2 separate regions of the Bos taurus genome follow, and region 1 is linked to region 2. The links are chromatin contacts, called in public Hi-C maps. All regions are on one chromosome and are shown on one strand. Each heading gives the region's core, a stretch centred on a gene start, on an enhancer-like site or on the middle of the called end of the contact. The rest is flanking DNA. Distances are from core to core; before and after follow the strand shown. Region 1 overlaps SMPDL3B (sphingomyelin phosphodiesterase acid like 3B). Region 2 has its middle 43 kb from the start of EYA3.

Region 1 (3,540 bases), core at 869-3,368, 150 kb before region 2:
TCCCTGTGCTCACCTTCTTCTCCATGACATGATAATTAGACCTCAATTCCTTATAGTCTGTGACTAATTCCATAGAAGCCTGTGGCTCCCGTCTCTTATGGGTAGCACAGATGTATTATGAAAGCATTCTGGGATCAAGCACTCTGACACTGTAGACAGGGCAGATGCCAACAGCCAAGTCAACAAGATAATTTCATGTGTGAGAGTGCTCTGAAAAAATAAAATGGGAGAGTCATGTGGAGTCACCCAGCTAGAGACCAGATGGGTGGGAAGAAGTGGAACTTGAGCAAAGGCAGTCAGAGAAGTCTTATCTGAGGAGATGATTCTCCAGCTGAGACCTCAATGAAGAAGAGAAGGCAGCCGTGCAATGACCCGAGAGGACTGGGGAAAGCGGCAGAGGAGTCAGAAAAGAGGCCTTGTGAGGAGAGGGAGTGGGGGCGGGGGGGGTCGGGCCAAGGAGAAGAGGAGAGGTCTATGGTCGGCCTCCACAATGAGGAGACTGGAGCCTAAGGCTGCCCATGTCTGAACCTCTGGCCCTCTCTGCCATTCTTTCCACTCTTCTGACCTCTCCCAGAGTCAGGCCTTTGAGGCCGTGGGCATAAAGACAAGCATCTACACACATACACACGCACACGCACACTCACATATGCACTCAGAGGTCATAGGAAGCCCAAGGGAGCATGGAAGGAGTTCCAGTTCTACACTGACTAGTCCGGAACTTGCCGGAAGAGAGAAACCAACAGCTGACACTCGAGCCTCAGACAAGGAGTTTCTGAGGTGAAGAAATGCTTGTTGAGAACTTTGAGGGCTGACATCAAAGGGGAAGAGCTGCTCCATGTTTGTGGTTTGCTGAGAAAGTGCCCGCTTGAGGCAAAGGGATGACCTCTGTATGGTCTGCAGAGGAAGCAAGGCGCCCACATGCCAGAGAGAAGGGAAAAGTTCCTCAAGCTTCCATAGCCAACCCGGCTGGCCTGACTGGAAGCTGGTATGACCCACTTACCGCTGCTGGCAGGAAAGCCCCTCAACTCTGCCCACTTTCCTGATGAAATGGGGTGGTTGCTTTCTTTTCTCTGCCTTAGGATGTTGCCCCTGTAGGAGTAATTTCAAATATGTTCACTTCAGTTCAGTTCAGTTCAGTCGCTCAGTTATGTCCGACTCTTTGCGATCCCATGAATCGCAGCACGCCAGGCCTCCCTGTCCATCACCAACTTCTGGAGTTCACTCAGACTCACGTCCATCGAGTCAGTGATGCTATCCAGCCACCTCATCCTCTGTCGTCCCCTTCTCCTCCTGCCCCCAATCCCACCCAGCATCAGAGTCTTTTCCAATGAGTCAACTCTTCGCATGAGGTGGCCAAAGTACTGGAGTTTCAGCTTTAGCATCATTCCTTCCAAAGGAATCCCAGGGCTGATCTCCTTCAGAATGGACTGGTTGGCTCTCCTTGCAGTCCAAGGGACTCTCAAGAGTCTTCTCCAACACCACAGTTCAAAAGCATCAATTCTTCAGCGCTCAGCTTTCTTCACAGTCCAACTCTCACATCCATACATGACCACTGGAAAAACCATATCTTTGACTAGACGGACCTTTGTTGGCAAAGTAATGTCTCTGCTTTTGAATATGCTATCTAGGTTGGTCATAACTTTCCTTCCAAGGAGTAAGCGTCTTTTAATTTCATGGCTGCAGTCAAATATGTTAGTGACCACAATTCGTGTGAAAAGTTTTAATTCCCCCAGTATAAACAAAGAGTCTCAGTTAGGGTAAAAACTTAAAATGCATGCATAGACGATCTACAAAAAGAGTTAAAATAAAAGGCATTGATTTTACCCCCTTAGCAATCACATTTTCCTGGGAGTGATTAGGGAGCCAGAGGACTCCCACCCACCCCACCCCCAGCATTTACCATGTGATCTCAAGCATGTTGACCTCTGAACTTTCATTTCTTTATCACCAAAATGGAAAGGGGATAATGGTCAATCCCTTCAGGGCTGTGAGGAGGATGATTATATAATGATCGTGGGAGGGACCACGGTTTGTTTAATCAGTCGTGTGTACCTTGGTATGAACAAGTTTCTGATTCTTTCCAGAGACCAGGTTTAGATCAGGAGAGGTGGGCCAAAGCTCAGGAGCATCAAAGAGTGAGATCAGAGTCCAGACTTTACCTTTGGTCTTGGAGTCACTGGGGGTGTGGGGAAGGGAGGGTGGAAAGAGTCGGGGACTGGCTAGCCAACCCTGAAAGCAATAGAAGGCAGACTCCCAGGCCCAGGCCCATTTTACTGGGATGGGTGGGTGTTGACTGTTGGCGCTAAGTGACACAGGAAGTGGAGGAGGAAGTGAGAGCAATGATGGAAAGTGAGGAAATTCTGGAAACAGGAATTAGGGGAGAGGCCAAACCTGTTCAACCTCTCCTTCAATAGGCATCATTGAAACCACTTACGTGTACCAGGCCCTGTGCTGGATGCAGATGAGAAAGCCACTCCAAAGCCTGTTTCTTTAGATTCCCTTCTTTGTGTTACACCTAGAGATTTTTGGCATTTCACCTCACGTCCAGAGTCACTAACAAGTAGGCCCACAATGAGAAATTCAAGCCAGTCTGAAATGACATTCCACCTTTTCTGGTCTACTACTCATAAACACCATTTCCACACATTTTTGTTGTTCAGTAGCTCAGTCATGTCTGACTCTTTGTGACCCCATGGAATGCAGCATGCCAGGCTTCCCTGTCCATCACTATATCTGGGAGCCTGCTCAAACTCATGTCCATTGAGTTGGTGATGCCATCCAACCATCTCACTCTCTGTCATTCCCTTCTCCTGCCTTCAATCTTTCCCAGAATCAGGGTCTTTTCCAGTGAGTCGGCTCTTCGCATCAGGTGGTCAAAGTATTGGAGCTTCAGCTTCGTCATTAGTCCTTCTAATGAATATTCAGGGTTGATTTCCTTTAGGATTGACTGGTTTGATCTCCTTGCAGTCCAAGAGTCTTCTCCAACACCACCGTTCAAGCACATCAATTCTTCAGTGCTCAGCCTTCTTTCCTTTTTATTTCCACACATATTCCCCAGCCTTTTGCTGGTATTAATTAGCAAGATCTTATGATGCCTTTGGTGTGTAAGCCTTCTCCCAGATTTTTGTATATATTTCCCTAGAGCATAACATTTAGCTCTAGTTATTGGCTCAGAGAGGTGAAGCTTCTCACCCAGAGTCACACAGCTAGTATGTGGTTCCAGAACCTGGGTGCTTAACTCATCTTTGCTTTAAAACAAAGTTCTACATAGAACTCCTGAAGGATTCCTGAAGGTCACACAGTCCAATCCCTCCTGCTGCTGCTGGGAACACTGAGGTGGGGAAATAGAAAGGGTCTTGTCAAAGGTCAGAGGTCAGGGACAGAACCAAGCCTATTTTCTGCTCTGCTCAGTGCCTCCCTGGGCAAAGCCCAGCCCTGGATTTGGAGAAAACTTCCTTTCACCTGTGTAAACTCCCCTCTCCTACCCCAGGGTTCTCCTGATCCCTCCCTAGCCAGGCTCAGGGAGGAACCCATATTAAA
Region 2 (3,775 bases), core at 726-3,225:
ATTTGATTTGCATTCCTCTAAAAATTGAGCATATTTTCATGTGGTTTTTGGCCATTTGTATGTCTCCTTAGGAGAAATGTCTTTTTAGATCTTCCACCCATTTTTGATTGGGCAGCTTGTTTTTTTGATATTGAGCTATGAGAGCAGTTTCTGTATTTTGGAGATTAATCCCTGCTCAGTTGCTTCATTTGCAAATATTTTTTTCTGTGGATTGTCTTTTCATTTTGGTTATGGTTTCTTTTGCTATGCAAAACTTTTTAAGTTTAACTGGGTCACACTTCTTTATTTTGTTTTTATTTTCATTACTCTAGGAAGTGGATCAAAAAAGATGTGAAAAGAACATTTTAAATTGCTTAAACAAGCAGGTATGTGTTTCTGGGATTTTTGATTGCTTGTTTTCACATAACAAGATGCTAAGGCAAGCTCTGGCCTTGGTTCTCTCCGGCTCAGTACCACTGCAGGAATTTTGTCCTTTCCCTCATGCTCGCTACCCCATAGTCATAGATGATTGCCCCAGCTCCAGGCCTCACATGCACTTTCAAAGAAGGAAGAACAGCTAAGGGGAAGCTCCAGTCACGGCTAACTCTTTACTAGGAAAGCAAAAGCTTTCCCAGAAGTCCCCCAGTATACTTCTCTAACCCTCTCATTGACTGAGTTACACGGACATTCGGTGGTACTGAAAGTCAGTGGTACTTACTAGAATGGATATGAGCATCACTTCTTCTACATCATGTCCTAGAAGGAAATTGTTAGCCATCTACTTCCTCTTTGCCCCCCTTTCCCACAGGCTGGGAATGTAGGTGTAGCAATAGAGAGCTTGTTTCAGCAATGTCCTAGGAAAAATATATATAACAAACAAACAAAGGAAAACAGAAATAACAAAGTCCTAGGAAAAGGCAGATCAACAAGAGAGAGGGAACTAGTGTCCTTCAGTGACACCTGGGGCAGAAGCACTCACCTCTGAATTCACTCTGATCCACTCAGAGGCTTAAAGAGATAAAACAGCAGCAACTATTAAACAAGATATACATATTTAAAGTATTCTGTATTTTTAATCTCTTTATTAAAACAGCTATTCTGTTCCTCAACTAATACAGAAGACAAACTGCATGATACTAATGGTTGTCATTAATAGTTAGAAAGGGAGTTAGGAGCTAAGATGAAAGAAGAGAGGGGTCAAATAAGTGCAGGAATGGGAGAAGAGGTTTTTATAAAGAGTTCTTGGAAAATACAAAAGCCTGTGTTATTGGGGGAGGCAACTGAACTATAACAGGCAGGGCATTGATGGAGCTCGGTCAGAAGCCCTGCTGGGCTCTGTTTGGGCTAGAATTGGGGCTGCAGCTAAACACAAATACCAAGATGAAGCTGAACAGTGCAACCTTGTATATGATGCAAAGATCCATGGTTGAAGAAGGGTCTGTGAAGCTTTGAATCAGGTGAGACGGCCATCAGTCAGAGTCTTTAGGTTGTAAACAGGCAACCTGGACAGAAGGCAACTCTGGCTCTCTTAAATACAGCAAAACCAAAAAGAAATTTATTAGAAGGACACCGAGGATATCAAAGCATCCAGGGAAGATCTTACAGCCGAGTTCTAGGAAAGGACAAGATCCAAGTCAACTCTGGGAATCCCACTAGCAGAAATATCTAGTCTCTTCTAGGTCAGAATCACCTGGAAGACTTGTTAAAACACAGATTGCTGGGGCCTCCACCCAGAATTTCTGATTCAGAAGATGTGGGGTGGGGTCCGGGAATTTGTATTTCTGACAAGTTCCCAGATGCTGATGCTGGTGATCCAGGGACCACATATAAGAACTACTTTTCCAGGTAAACACATCAAATAATTCAGCACCAACTACCTTCCATCCCCAAGTGTTTCCTCTCAAGGTTGCAAAGTCCTGAGAAAGTTTAGTTGACTCAGAGTTGAGTCACTCCTGTGGTCAGAGAGGTAGTCCTATGATTGGCAGCCTTGTGAGTGTCACATAGGGTGGGGGTGGGAGAGAAGTTCCCCAAAGGAAAGAACAATGGACAAAATAGATGTCCTCAATGTAGTAACTGGCCAAGCTGAATGCACCGCTCTCTCCGTCTGCCCCAAGATCTGCTATAACAACTTCTCTCAGCACAGAAAGTTCCAGAAGAGAATTTTTAAATTATTTATTTATTTGACTGTGTCAGGTCTTAGTTGCAGTGTGCAGGCTCAGTATTTGTGACGCACGAGCTTAATCGGCCCACAGCTTGTGGGATTAGTTTCCCCAAACAGGGATCAAACCTGTGTCCCCCTGCATTGGAAGGCAGATTCTTAACCACTGGACTGCCAGGGAAGTCTCAGAAGAGAGAACTTTTTAAAAAGAAAAGACAGAAGGAGAATGTGGACTCTTGAACTGCTATCTTTATTCAAGCCTCATTCTATTTTCTAGCCAGGAGACTCCTGCCCCCTAGAGGCCAGCAATATATCCCACAGATGCCTTGGTGACTTAGAGAAGCCCCATAGAGGCAGTAGACTTTGCGCTGGGGACCATTTTGCCCAGGACAACCTGTCATCATGCGTGCTGTGGCTTTTCTCAGCCGCAGAGAGACTGACATCAATATATAGTGATAGTGAAAGTCGCTCAGTCGTGTCTGACTCTTTGCGACCCCGTGGACTATACAGTCCATGAAATTCTCCTGGCCAGAATCCCTGAATGGGTAGCCTTTCCCTTCTCCAGGGGATCTTCTTGACCCAGGAGTCAAACTGGGGTCTCCTGCATTGCAGACGGATTCTTTACCAACTGAGCTATCAGAGAAGCCCCAAACAGATAGTTTGTAAGAAGACTAAACACATGTTTTTGCAGTATATTTTATATGCTTTCACAGTGAACATTTTCCTTCAGAAAAACTATGGCGAAAAAAAAAAAAATGATAACCTAAGTACCCAAGCATATAATTGTGTAACTCTGTATTGTTATCTATCAAATTTTCTTTAAATTAGGTTCAACCACCTGAGCTTATAAGCCTATAGGATGATTTAACATAGCAACATGGAGTGTGTTAAAAATATGCTCATATTTATATAACAGTCAACGTAATATGCCATATTAACAGGATAAAGGACAAAACATATGATTATCTCAACAGATGCATAAAAAATTTGACAAAATCCAACATTTAACAAAATCCAACACTCAACAAACTAGGAATAGAAGGGCTCTTTCTTAGCCTGATGAATGTCATCTACAGAAGCCCCACAGATAGCACAATAGTACTTAATAGTAAAAATTGAATGTTTTACCTTAAGATCAATTGTTAAGATTACTGTTTGCCAGGGGCTGAGGAAGGGGGAAATAGGAATTTGCTAGCGGGTACAGGGTTTTTTGGGGGATGATAAAAATGTTTTGAAGTTAGTAACAGTGGTTGCCAACCTTTGCATGAATGTACTAAAAACCACAGAATTAGTCATTTTAAAATGGTAAGTTTTGTGATATGTGAATTTTACCTCAAATAAAATTGTTACTAGAAAATATAGAACTTCCCTGGTTGTCCAGTGATTAGAATTCTGCGCTTCCACTGCAGGGAACTCAGATTCAATCCCTGGTTGGAGAACTAAGATCCTGCATGTGTCGTGGCATGGCCTGTGTGTGTGTGTGTGTGTTTGTGTGTGTGTGTGTGTTTGTGTATACATACAAACACATGGGGACAACTAGTGATTGTGTAGCTGGAAGTGGTGGGAGGGATCCCATAATCCCTGGAATAATGCTTGGAATCGAAGAATTATTTATTCTCTTTAACTTTCCCAAAACTG

What was found. A called contact is a pair of places that touch in the nucleus more often than the background predicts.
Region 1: a Hi-C map of liver shows a contact between it and region 2, with 2.9 times the contacts expected there. The contact joins two enhancer-like sites. A contact is called at or near these places in 2 of 11 Hi-C or Micro-C datasets (liver and skeletal muscle).

What each region holds. Positions count from the first base shown.
Region 1 is chr2:125,418,854-125,422,393 of ARS-UCD2.0, reverse strand. All of the region lies in intron 1 of SMPDL3B (sphingomyelin phosphodiesterase acid like 3B), which reads left to right. Among named protein-coding and RNA genes, the nearest start is that of SMPDL3B, 12 kb to the left of the region's middle. Within about 2 kb of position 2,118, at least 8 of the 102 cell types and tissues checked have an H3K27ac peak or open chromatin away from gene starts, as enhancers often do. A contact at or near this core is called in liver, where this site is marked.
Region 2 is chr2:125,271,596-125,275,370 of ARS-UCD2.0, reverse strand. It overlaps a transcript of EYA3 not described here. Among named protein-coding and RNA genes, the nearest start is that of EYA3, 43 kb to the left of the region's middle. Within about 2 kb of position 1,975, at least 15 of the 102 cell types and tissues checked have an H3K27ac peak or open chromatin away from gene starts, as enhancers often do. A contact at or near this core is called in liver, where this site is marked.